3 separate regions of the Hordeum vulgare genome follow, and all the other regions are linked to region 1. Evidence: chromatin contacts called from public Hi-C data. All regions are on one chromosome and are shown on one strand. Each heading gives the region's core, a stretch centred on a gene start, on an enhancer-like site or on the middle of the called end of the contact. The rest is flanking DNA. Distances are from core to core; before and after follow the strand shown.

Evidence for each region. A called contact is a pair of places that touch in the nucleus more often than the background predicts.
Region 2: a contact with region 1 is called in a Hi-C map of leaf, with 3 times the contacts expected there. The contact joins the enhancer-like site here to the promoter of LOC123414009 in region 1. A contact is called at or near these places in 5 of 6 Hi-C or Micro-C datasets (leaf, seedling and an unstated tissue).
Region 3: a contact with region 1 is called in a Hi-C map of seedling, with 2.7 times the contacts expected there. The contact joins the promoter of LOC123444697 here to the promoter of LOC123414009 in region 1. A contact is called at or near these places in 2 of 6 Hi-C or Micro-C datasets (leaf and seedling).

What each region holds. Positions count from the first base shown.
Region 1 is chr1H:453,653,373-453,656,761 of MorexV3_pseudomolecules_assembly, reverse strand. LOC123414009 (non-specific lipid-transfer protein 1-like) reads left to right here and starts at 1,627. Exons shown (of 1, transcript XM_045106631.1): 1 at 1,627-2,668. The coding sequence starts at 1,853. The coding sequence ends at 2,317.
Region 2 is chr1H:453,900,739-453,904,127 of MorexV3_pseudomolecules_assembly, reverse strand. No RefSeq gene overlaps it. Among protein-coding and RNA genes, the nearest start is that of LOC123444706, 14 kb to the left of the region's middle. Within about 2 kb of position 1,542, at least 2 of the 3 cell types and tissues checked have open chromatin away from gene starts, as enhancers often do. A contact at or near this core is called in leaf, where this site is marked.
Region 3 is chr1H:453,811,677-453,815,065 of MorexV3_pseudomolecules_assembly, reverse strand. It overlaps LOC123444697 (expansin-A4), which reads right to left and starts at 1,605. Exons shown (of 3, transcript XM_045121509.1): 1 at 1,179-1,605; 2 at 764-1,076; 3 at 1-428. The coding sequence starts at 1,317. The coding sequence ends at 125.

The sequences.
Region 1 (3,389 bases), core at 378-2,877:
ACGCGTTTTCAACCTTTTGGATGTTTTTCCCGGTTTTTTCGATGTTTCGGTTTTCCATCGTTTTTCTTAGCTTTTGGATGAAAATAAATTACCCAAGAAAATGCATTTTTTTCCTTTTTCAAAAAGCATGGTTTTTTTCTAAGAAAGACATGGATTTGCTTTTATGAGAGCCACGTCCTCTCGAAAACGAAAAATATATGTTTTTTTGTTTTTTCGGGAGAGACACAATTTTGCGTTCGCAAGATGTGCATATTTACTTTCGCGAGAGGCATGATCGTGCCTTTTAAAAATGAAAAATGTGTTCTTTTAGAGGCACGGTTTTGTTTTCGCGAAAGGCATAAATTTGCTTTCAGGAGAGGCATCCTCGGAAAAAATGCATTTTATATTTTTTTCCTTTCGCGAGAGGCATGGTTTTTGCTTCCACAAGAGGCATGGATTTGCTTTTACGAGAGGCATAGTCGTGCCTCTCAAAAACGAAAAAAAAGTTTGTTTTTTTCATGAGAGACCAAGGTTTTAAATTGCCGGCTATTGGATTTAGCGCCTGGCTTTTTCATTGAGCTATTTGGGACTATAGCTGGGCTATTTGAGGCTATAGCGGGCTATAGCGGCAAGATTGTGAAGGAAAGCAAAATAGATGAACACTGCAGAAACAACAATATGCTATAGCTGTTAATAGCCGGCAATTTAAAACCTTGTGAGAGACAGTTTTGCTTCCGTGAGAGGCATGGATTTGTTTTCGCGAGAGGCACGGTCATGCCTGTCAAAAATAGAAATCACGTTTTTTATATTTTTTTTTCTCTATTGTGAGAGGCATGTTTTTTCCGTCAGTTCCTTTGATAACAATTTTTTTTAGCATCTAGTTATAAAGATGAGGGATTCCAATGATGAAAATGGTTCGAGATTTGAACGCACATCTTAAAAGATAAAATGTTTTAAAAATAACGGATCTATGAAAAAAGATAAAACTCTTAGGTTGCGACAAGTGATAGACATTCAATGCGCCACTTGTCGCAACATGGTGGTCTTTAAAAATAATACTTTTTAATTAATGATTTACACACAAAAGATGGATGTGCAAATTGGAGAAAATTTATACGTTTCGTCGTCCAAGTTTCTGGCGCACTATGATTTAGTCCCGCTAATCGAGAAACACTACAATACAGTTTCAGTACATGCGAACACGTAACACTTTAGTCTCCTTTTACATAACACTCTACGGTCCGATGTTACGTATTATATAGCATGTATAAAAAACGTATTGTTTCCATCTTTCGCGAGTCTCCTCCGGTGCCGAGTTGACGAGTCAACTTAGTCCAGTGCTTCTCCAGCAGCCAATTCACAGAAAGTTAAACCTTTACAAAAAGAAATTGGACTAAGAGAAGACCGCCCGCGTGCCTAACTCTCTCCAGGACTTAGGAGTTAGGACTGTCTGGCAGCAAACCAACGCATCATCCAGCCTGCCTTGACCCCCAAGTCTCCTGCTGGTCTACGGCTCGCAGTCCACGCACCGCGCATCCGTTGCGTTCAGACCGAGCGTTCATGGCATTGTCGCCTTCTCGCCTTCACTTCTTGCACGGGACATTCGGAAAGCTCCAACTGCTGTCCACACACATGTCACATGACAATGCATGCATGTCGCGTTTCGAAACACAACCGTCACACACCCGCGGGTTCCCGGCACGCACCTCTCGGCCATTGCTCCAACGACCGCCCTACCTCGCCAGTCGTCGCCTCTCCCCACATATACACGCGCTCTACCAGTCCACCCTGAGCCACGCCTGCCCGAGACCGCAGTTCACCTGAAGATCACATACTACTGCTTGTCAATCTTTGCTACAGGCAGTTGGCGTCGATGGCTCCTGCTCTTGCTGTGAACAGGGGCGCCCGCGCGGCCGCGCCGGCGCTGCTCCTCGTAGCGGCTCTGCTGGTGGCGGCGCGGGGCGCGAGCGCGGCGCTGTCGTGCTCCACGGTGTACAGCAGGCTGACGCCGTGCGCCGGGTACGCGCAGAACGGCGGGGCGGTGCCGCAGGCGTGCTGCTCTGGGATCAGGACGCTCAAGTCCGAGGCGCGCACCAAGGCCGACATCCGCGCCGCCTGCGCCTGCCTCAAGACCCTCGCGGCCGCCGCGGCGGGCGGGCCGGCCCTCGGCCGCGCCGCGGGGCTGCCCGGCAGGTGCGGCGTCAGCCTGCCCTTCAGGATCGATCCCAACGTCAACTGCAACGCGTACGTGACAACAAAACCGGCGAGGCATGTAGAGTTTCCGAGACCTTCGTTTTTATTAACCCGGGCGTTTTTGTGTTGTGCATGCAGGATATAAATTGGGTACGCGACTCTACGGCGTGCGGAACACGGTCGTGATGCCAGAATGCCCGTGCGATGTTGTTTCGATCGACTTGTGTGTGTGAGAGAGATACTGATACATAAACCGTTCTGCTGTTCGCACGCACCCCGCAGATTATACGGTAGTACTCCTTCAATACATACGCGTATTATTTCTCTTCCGTTTATTTAGATACGAATGTATGTAGACATATGTGTTAATAACGAATAAACGCATAATATGTTGTACGTCCGACCGCTACATGTTTTCCGGTTTTGTAAAGGGAGCCGGTGTATGATGAGGTGGAAATACGTATTCCCTCTATGAATAATACTCCTAGTTGGATTATGACTGTCATGTCCGATTATCTCAACAACAATCATGTTCCTACGTTCCCATACGAAACGCAGAACAGTGACTTTTGAAGAATTACATCATATAGTATGGCTAAATCAGTAAACAGCAAGCATGTATATGTACGGTACGCCTAAATCGATGTGTCTTCGATGGGTCTCGCATGATTCAGTTAGGATTCGGTCAGGGGTTGTCTTTGATGAATCCACTGGGTTTCAGTCTTCGTTCGTCTATGTAAGTGTATCTTTCAGGTCGGATACTTCTGATCTATGTTTATCTTCATTGACGATGGTTGCCGATTCCGGTGCAAGGGAGGGATGATGATGACAACGCGCCTCCTACTCATTTCAGTGCTTGTAGTCGTCGTTAGATAGCCTACGGGTTTGAATGTAATTTCTTTATTATCTTTGATGTTTATTATACTATCACAACTGATAATGAATAGATCTTAAGTTTTCCCGTAAAATAATATTTCCTCCATCCAAAAATACTTGTTATAGGTATGGATATACTTACATGTATTTTAAATTCTAGATACATTCATTTTTATTTATTTTACTGATAAATATTTCTGGACCAAGGAAGTAATAATACCGTAAGCAGCAAAGGATGGTGCACTACGAAAATGAGCGTGCATGGCGCGAGCATGTTGCGGGCAAATTGGGTAACCAAATTGGATCAGTGGCCCATTTATAGTTTCATTGTGAATCTCATT
Region 2 (3,389 bases), core at 293-2,792, 250 kb before region 1:
TTGTGAAACTATATGACGTTTTATTTGTATTTATACAATGTCAAAAACTTGGGCAAAAACTAGCTTGGCAGACCAAATGGGCCACATGGTTGGGTGCACTGCCATGAAATCCGCAAACGAGACAGGACGCCGCGCAAACTCTTTTTGTGCGGTAACGGTATATATCTCAGACCACTAGTTTTTCTATGTGATTCATACTAGGTATGGTCCACATATATGTATATTCTGTGTATTGGTATCTTAATTGCTACTATTGTTGTTTAGTCTCTGAGTTTGATGAGTCCCGTAGTACTTTTTTCAGTGTAGTGCGCTTGCCACAACACTGTTGTTTCTCTCTCTCCTAAAAAATTGAGACTTTTTAATCTTAGAAAATTTAAGTCACTCATAACTTTTAAAATATAATTTTGTTTGTGAAATAATTTATATATTTAAACTCATGGTGCGAAGACCTTCAAAGCTAGATCAATCTTGGATAGTTTTCAAACACAAACAAATTTAAGGTTTCACATTTCATATGTGAAATAAACCCATTTCACTAGTAAAGTGTGACTTGTGAAGTTGGTGACTTGTAAATGTGTAACAATTTATTTTAAAATAGTGAATATGTATTTGAAAAGGATGTTCTTTTTGTCAGACAAGATAGTGAAATGTGAAATGTGGGTTCTAGAATATGTTATTATGAAGAAAGACATAGTAAGTGAAATATGTTATCATGAAATATGATTAAAAATGCGTGAGACAAGTTATTTATGAAATCTCTTTTGAAATGAGTGCAATATGTTTGAGTAACATATGTTATATAAAATAACTGAAATCTGTTTTAGAGTGTGGAATCTGATTTAAAATGAATGAGCTATTAGAAAATATTTTTTGAATGAGTGGAGTATGTGATTATGATTTTTGTTTTTGAAATTAATGAAATATTTTATATGAAAAATGTTATATGAAATGAGTGAAATATATTTTGAAATATGTGAAATTTGTTTTAAAATGAGTGAAATATGTTATTATGAGTGAAATATATTACCATGACATATGTGAGATGTGTTAAATTAATATTTTAAACTCGTTCAAAATATATTCAAAACTGGTCTTGTTTTAAAGGTCTATCAACCATGAATTCAAATATGTAAATTGTTTCACAAATGATTTTTTGTTAAAATGATATAAGCAAAATAAATGTAAGTTTTAGTTGGAGAGAGCATCTCTGTGCATGCAATACTTCTCTTCTTACTCTCTCAACAACAACAAAAAGTTGTAGGTGTGGACCCCTTTCTATTTGTATTGCTATGTATTCTCGAAACAAAACGATTTACTCTTTATATTAAACAGTGCGAGACTAATATTAGGATTGCAACGAGTAGATGCGGATCTGCACGATGAGGTACAGTGCAATTTCTTCCGGACACCGCCCCTTCGATCGACTCAAACAGACACAAGACAGATCAAACTGTGTCTGTTGGCCGAGTTGCCTTCAACGCCGTTGCTGGGAGCAGGTGTCCATTTGCTTTGCATGGGAGCTCCTATCACACGCTCTTTGTGTTAAATTGGCGCCATTACACACATGGTAGCCCCGGTTGGGCAGGTCCATGTAGTGAAGTTGCCCCTACTGCAGGGAGCCAGTTCAATAGAACACGTTACTTTAGTGAGCCGGTATTGTATCTTTTTCTTCGGCAAACAAGAATAATTCATTTTTATAAGTGAATATTATTTTTAAATATATTATTCTAAAATCAAACATTTAAAAAATTGAGTGTATTTTCAAATTCTGCATAATTTTTTAAACTGGAAGGTTTAAATTCCTAACATACAGAGGAAACATAAACATTTCTTTGAAATTAAGTATTTTTTAGGAAATATAAACATTTATTTACTTTTTTTAAATGTATATTTTTTTACTAAAATGCAAACTATTTTAAACTGTGAACATTTTTGTAAATATGGTTTTCCATTATTCTGAAAACCTAATTTGAATTTTCTTAAATGAAAATATTTTTGAATTGTGATTTTTTTGGAAACTTGAACCTTTTTTGAAATTGCAATATGTTGAACAATTTTTGAACCACAAACAATTTTCAAAATGTATGTGCATTTTTTAATTTTTGAAAAAAAAGAAAATAGGAAAAAAATGTTGAAATATATAAATATAAATAAACTGGTAAAGCAAAATAAAAAAAAATAAGGATTCTTCTAGAAAGTTTCTAAACCAGAATCTTGTAGAAGTAGTAGCTACGTGGCTTAAATGGCCAACCACTAATTAGATGTACTTGTCTCCGGTGTGAAACGGCGAATTTGCGCCATGTCTTGCTAGTTGCGCATACCTAGGGCATACCCTATTTGACACGCGTTAGCGTCAAAACGGTGTGCTTTCGCTAAGGATTGGCTCTGGTTGGGCCGGCCCACGTACGAGTTTGGCGTTTTGCCGTTTGATTCGCTCGCTGAACATGGTATTGAAGATCAAAGAGAGAGAAGAAGTCATCTAGCTACTAGCTATGGACCCGTAGGTCTGTGATGAAACTACTCACACATCATCGGAGGGGCAATGGAGTTGATGTAGATGCCCTCCGTGATCAATTCCCTCTTCGGCAGATTACCGAAAAAGGCTTCCAGATTGGATCTCTCGGGAACAGAGGCTCCCGGCGGCGTAAAAGTATCCTCGTGGCTCTTTTTGATGTTTTTGGAATATTTGAGAATTTATAAGCCAAGAATTATGGTTAGGAGACCTGTAGGGGGCCCACAAGACACGGGGCGCGGCCACCCCCAGGGCACGCCCTGCAGGCTTGTGGCCTCCCGACAACTTCCTTGCCCCCTACTCCAAGTCTGTTGTTTGTCTTCTGGTCCAGAAAAAATCTTTTCTAAGATTTTATTCCGTGTGGACTCCGTTTAATATTCCTTATGTGCAATATTCACAAACGTGGAAAAAACAGAAACTGGCACTAGGCTCTTGGTTAATAGGTTAGTCCCAAAAATAATGTAAAACAATATATTAATGCATATAAAACATCCAAAACATATAATATAATAGCATGGAACAATAAAAAATTATAGATACATTGGAGACGTATCAAGCACCACTCACTATTTCTCATTCCGCATTAACTTGAGTAATTTAATTTCGGTTGAGTTATTTCTCATTTGTTGTTCTTGGAGACTTTGTCTGTTCATTCTCTTGTGCTATTTCATGTGTGAACATACAATGTTTTGTTTTGTGTCACCTCTCACTATGCCAAAGATTGTCTCTTTGTTTGTCTGCCTGATATTCATCTTCTGCTACTTATACATTCTTCTTAGTTCTGTTTTGATGAAAATCTTATAGTAATATGTCTAGTTATTCTCGCAACTTCAAGTAGATTTCCTTCGTAGGTCTGCTTCTGATAGTTCATTTTGTT
Region 3 (3,389 bases), core at 356-2,855, 160 kb before region 1:
CCTGCACTGCATGCACGCGAATGCCAAAATAATTCTTCAAAAGTACAAATATGCCCAGTCCGTCTCTTCTCTCCAGTGCTTATGCCTGTGGAGAAGAAGAAGATGGAGATGGAGATGGAGTGGACTAGAACTGGGCGCCCTCGAAGGTCTGGCCGAACTGCCAGCCGGCGGGCGCGGCGGCGTTGCTGGTGACGGTGCGGCCGTCGCTGGAGGTGACCCTGAAGGAGAGGCACTGGCCGTCCAGGAAGGTGTTGCTCTGCCAGTTCATGCCCCAGTTGCGGGACATGGCCTGCCAGCCGGTGCGCGTGCCCTTGATGGACACGGAGCGCGCGTCGCCGGCGCCGGCCACGTTGGTCACCAGCACCAGGTTGAAGTAGGAGTGGCCGTTGATGGTGAACCGGATGCCCCCCTTCTTCACGCACGGCACCCTGCTCGATCAATTCAACACGCGACGCGTCAGTGAGAAGAGGTAACATGCACACGGTGAGAGTGAAGTTGCGACATTAAAAGGCACGGCACAGCACATGCGCTGCACTGTAGGCGGCAGTGCTCCAGTGGAGTGGTAGCCGTGCCTATCGGTGTGCACCGTATCAAATCTGCAGCGTGGCCCCATCGAAACTTATGGACCGAACCGACCGCGGTCCCCGGCGTATCTTCATTCTTCAAGCCGACCGACGCCGCTCGTGCCCGGTCAATCAATCCATCGGTTTGGAGTGCACGATAACACGGGTACGGTAAAAAAAAATAAAAGCTCTGTTCTCACCTTCTGTAGGAGACGGGTACGATGCCGGCGCGGTACTGCGCGATGTGGAGGAAGGCCGGCTCGGCCATGTCGAAGTGGGGGCGCGGCGGGTTGCACCAGCCGCCGTCGTCGCTGGGGAGGCCGTAGTTGGGCGGGCAGAAGTTGGTGGCGGTCACCATGATGGACCCCGGCCGGCACGAGCTGCCGGCGTTGTCGCAGCGCAGCTCGTAGCACGACCCGCACGCCGCGCCGTCGTTGAACAGCGCCGTGCTCAGCGCCGCCGTGTTCGTGCCGTACCCAGTGCTGTACAGGTTACCGTACCCGCACGCCCCGCCTGCATGCAAAAACCCAACGAACAGCGTGAGCGTCTGTGTGTGTGACAGGCGTTGACACATTGAGTTCAGCTAGCAGCTGCAGCTGGCTGCCGGGGACTCACCCATCGTGCCGGAGGCGTCGCCGCCGCCGTAGAAGGTGGCATGGGCGCTCTGCCACCCGCCGTAGCCGCCGGCCGCGGCCTGTCGTGCGAGGAGGCACAAGGAGGAGAAGACGAAGAAGAGAGCGCCGGCAGCGGCCATTGCTGGGAGGGAGGGAGGGAGCTTCCTTGTATCCTCAGCAAGCTAGCTTAGCTTTCGAGGGATATGGTGTCTAAAGCTAGCTAGCTAGACTCGAAATGGCTGGTTGGCAGTGAGGAGCTACTTCCTCCCAGCCGGGGTATTTATAGCCAAAGTAAAGCTCAGTGCCGGTGGCGGTTGGGTTGCAATTGCAAGCTCGATCGGGGCCGTGCAGGTTATCAACACTTCTTCTAGATTTGGTGAGTGAGAAAGAGAAGAAGGAGAAGGAGAAGAAGGAAATGAGGAGTAGATTGAAGGCCGGCTCTGACGTGCGGGGTGACCACGGCCACGGAGGCGCGCGGCAGTTAATACATACAAATCAGGCGCACATGCGAGTGTCCTCGGCATCGGGCGCGGCGTACGTAACGGGCACCAACCGCTTGCCCGGCCGAGCGCGTGTGTGACTTGTGGTGCGAGTCGCCGTGGGGTCCGGGGGCGCCCTACCCTCCACATGCCTCTCACCGGCTGCTGAGCTGAGCCTAGCTAGGACCAGGACTCGGCCGTGAAAGAGGCCATGGATGCAGAGCATGCATGCAGAGCGTGCCTTAACTCCGTGGAACTCATGGGCGGCAAGGCGGTCGAGCAGATGTGTCCACCATCACCATGCATGGCATGCATGGCCGTGTGTGCCAGGGCCGGACCGCCGGAGGGAGGCAAGGGAGGGGAATCCGGTCATGTTCCGAGTCATGGTGCTCGGCCGCGCGGCATGGGGTGTGTCTGCTACTAGATACTCACTCATGATCGGCGTGTAACGGCGCAAGTGCATGCCGACCTTGCCCAACTTGACTGCATGCATGGTCCAGGAACGCTGCATGTGTTGGCCCGTTCGGTGAACGGGTTGTTGCAGTGGGAAGCTGACAAGGAGTAATTAGGCGATTTCAGTTACATCCTTTCTTACTACTCCTACATTTGCACATTGGAGTGAGTGAAGGTTTACTGATATGATAGCTGGGCTCAGGGTCGGCCAGCCAAACCTGGTTTACACTCTTCCAAGCGTACTGCTAATCTTGGGTTACTTACTTGGTCCTGCCGGAGAGTACGCTGGACCATCGGATACAAAAAGGAAAGCGTGGATTTGTCGGGGCGCAACGCGCATCAGCACATGAAGCTGCTCCCAATGCATGACGGATATGTAAGCGAATGAACCAACGTAGTACGTGCCACCCACACGAAGGGAATCATGCATCCATGCACGCACGCACGCACGCATGGTCCAGCGATTAGCAAGTTACCAGCACACTACCGGCTGCAATGATTAGCGCACGCTTTAAGGTTGATGCTCAATTAAGGTTTGAACAGGCAAGACTTTCCGGTGGGCTCCTGGGCCTGGAGCGCACATGGTGAGTTGGTGACTACTCACATGCTCAGTCGCTCACGTGAACGGGACGGACACGTAACATGGCTCGGCCCTGCATGGGCGAGAGCGAGGCCTGAACAGTGCACGTAAATCCAACAACAGCTTTCAGACAGGCCTTTGCATGCTACCCTGCTCATGCATGCATGCATGGCGGAGCCTCTCGTGTTTTCTAATTTTTCATCCATGGGCGAAACGATTCTTGGAAATTTTCTGTGCTGACCCTTGCATCGTCGCCTACTCGCCTCGCCTGCAAAGGCTAACATGGCACCGCCGCGCGTCGCCGGTGTCACCTGCTCTGCACGGCCATCAGTTTCAGAAAGCAACGGTTCCCGAGGCCAGCGCCTTGCCGCCGGAGTCAGGCCCCACGCCATGTTAGTTGCACATGGCCGCCCGGGCCTTCCGGCCGGCTACTCCCCCGTCCGTCACTGACCAGCCACCCCGTTGGTTGGCATCCCTCTTGGACCCGTCACGCTCCGACCAGTCAGTTGTGGTGCTCGCTCCTCCACCCGCCTCCGGGCTGGTGCAGTAATGCAGGTCCACCAGATGCTTTCATCTTATCCAGATCGAATTCCACTTGGTACGCAAGATGTATCAGGTAGTATACTTCTCGATCAGAGGTAACGCAATGTAGCAGCTACCATTGGGGACGCGGGAGAGAACCATAAGCTGACATCAAATA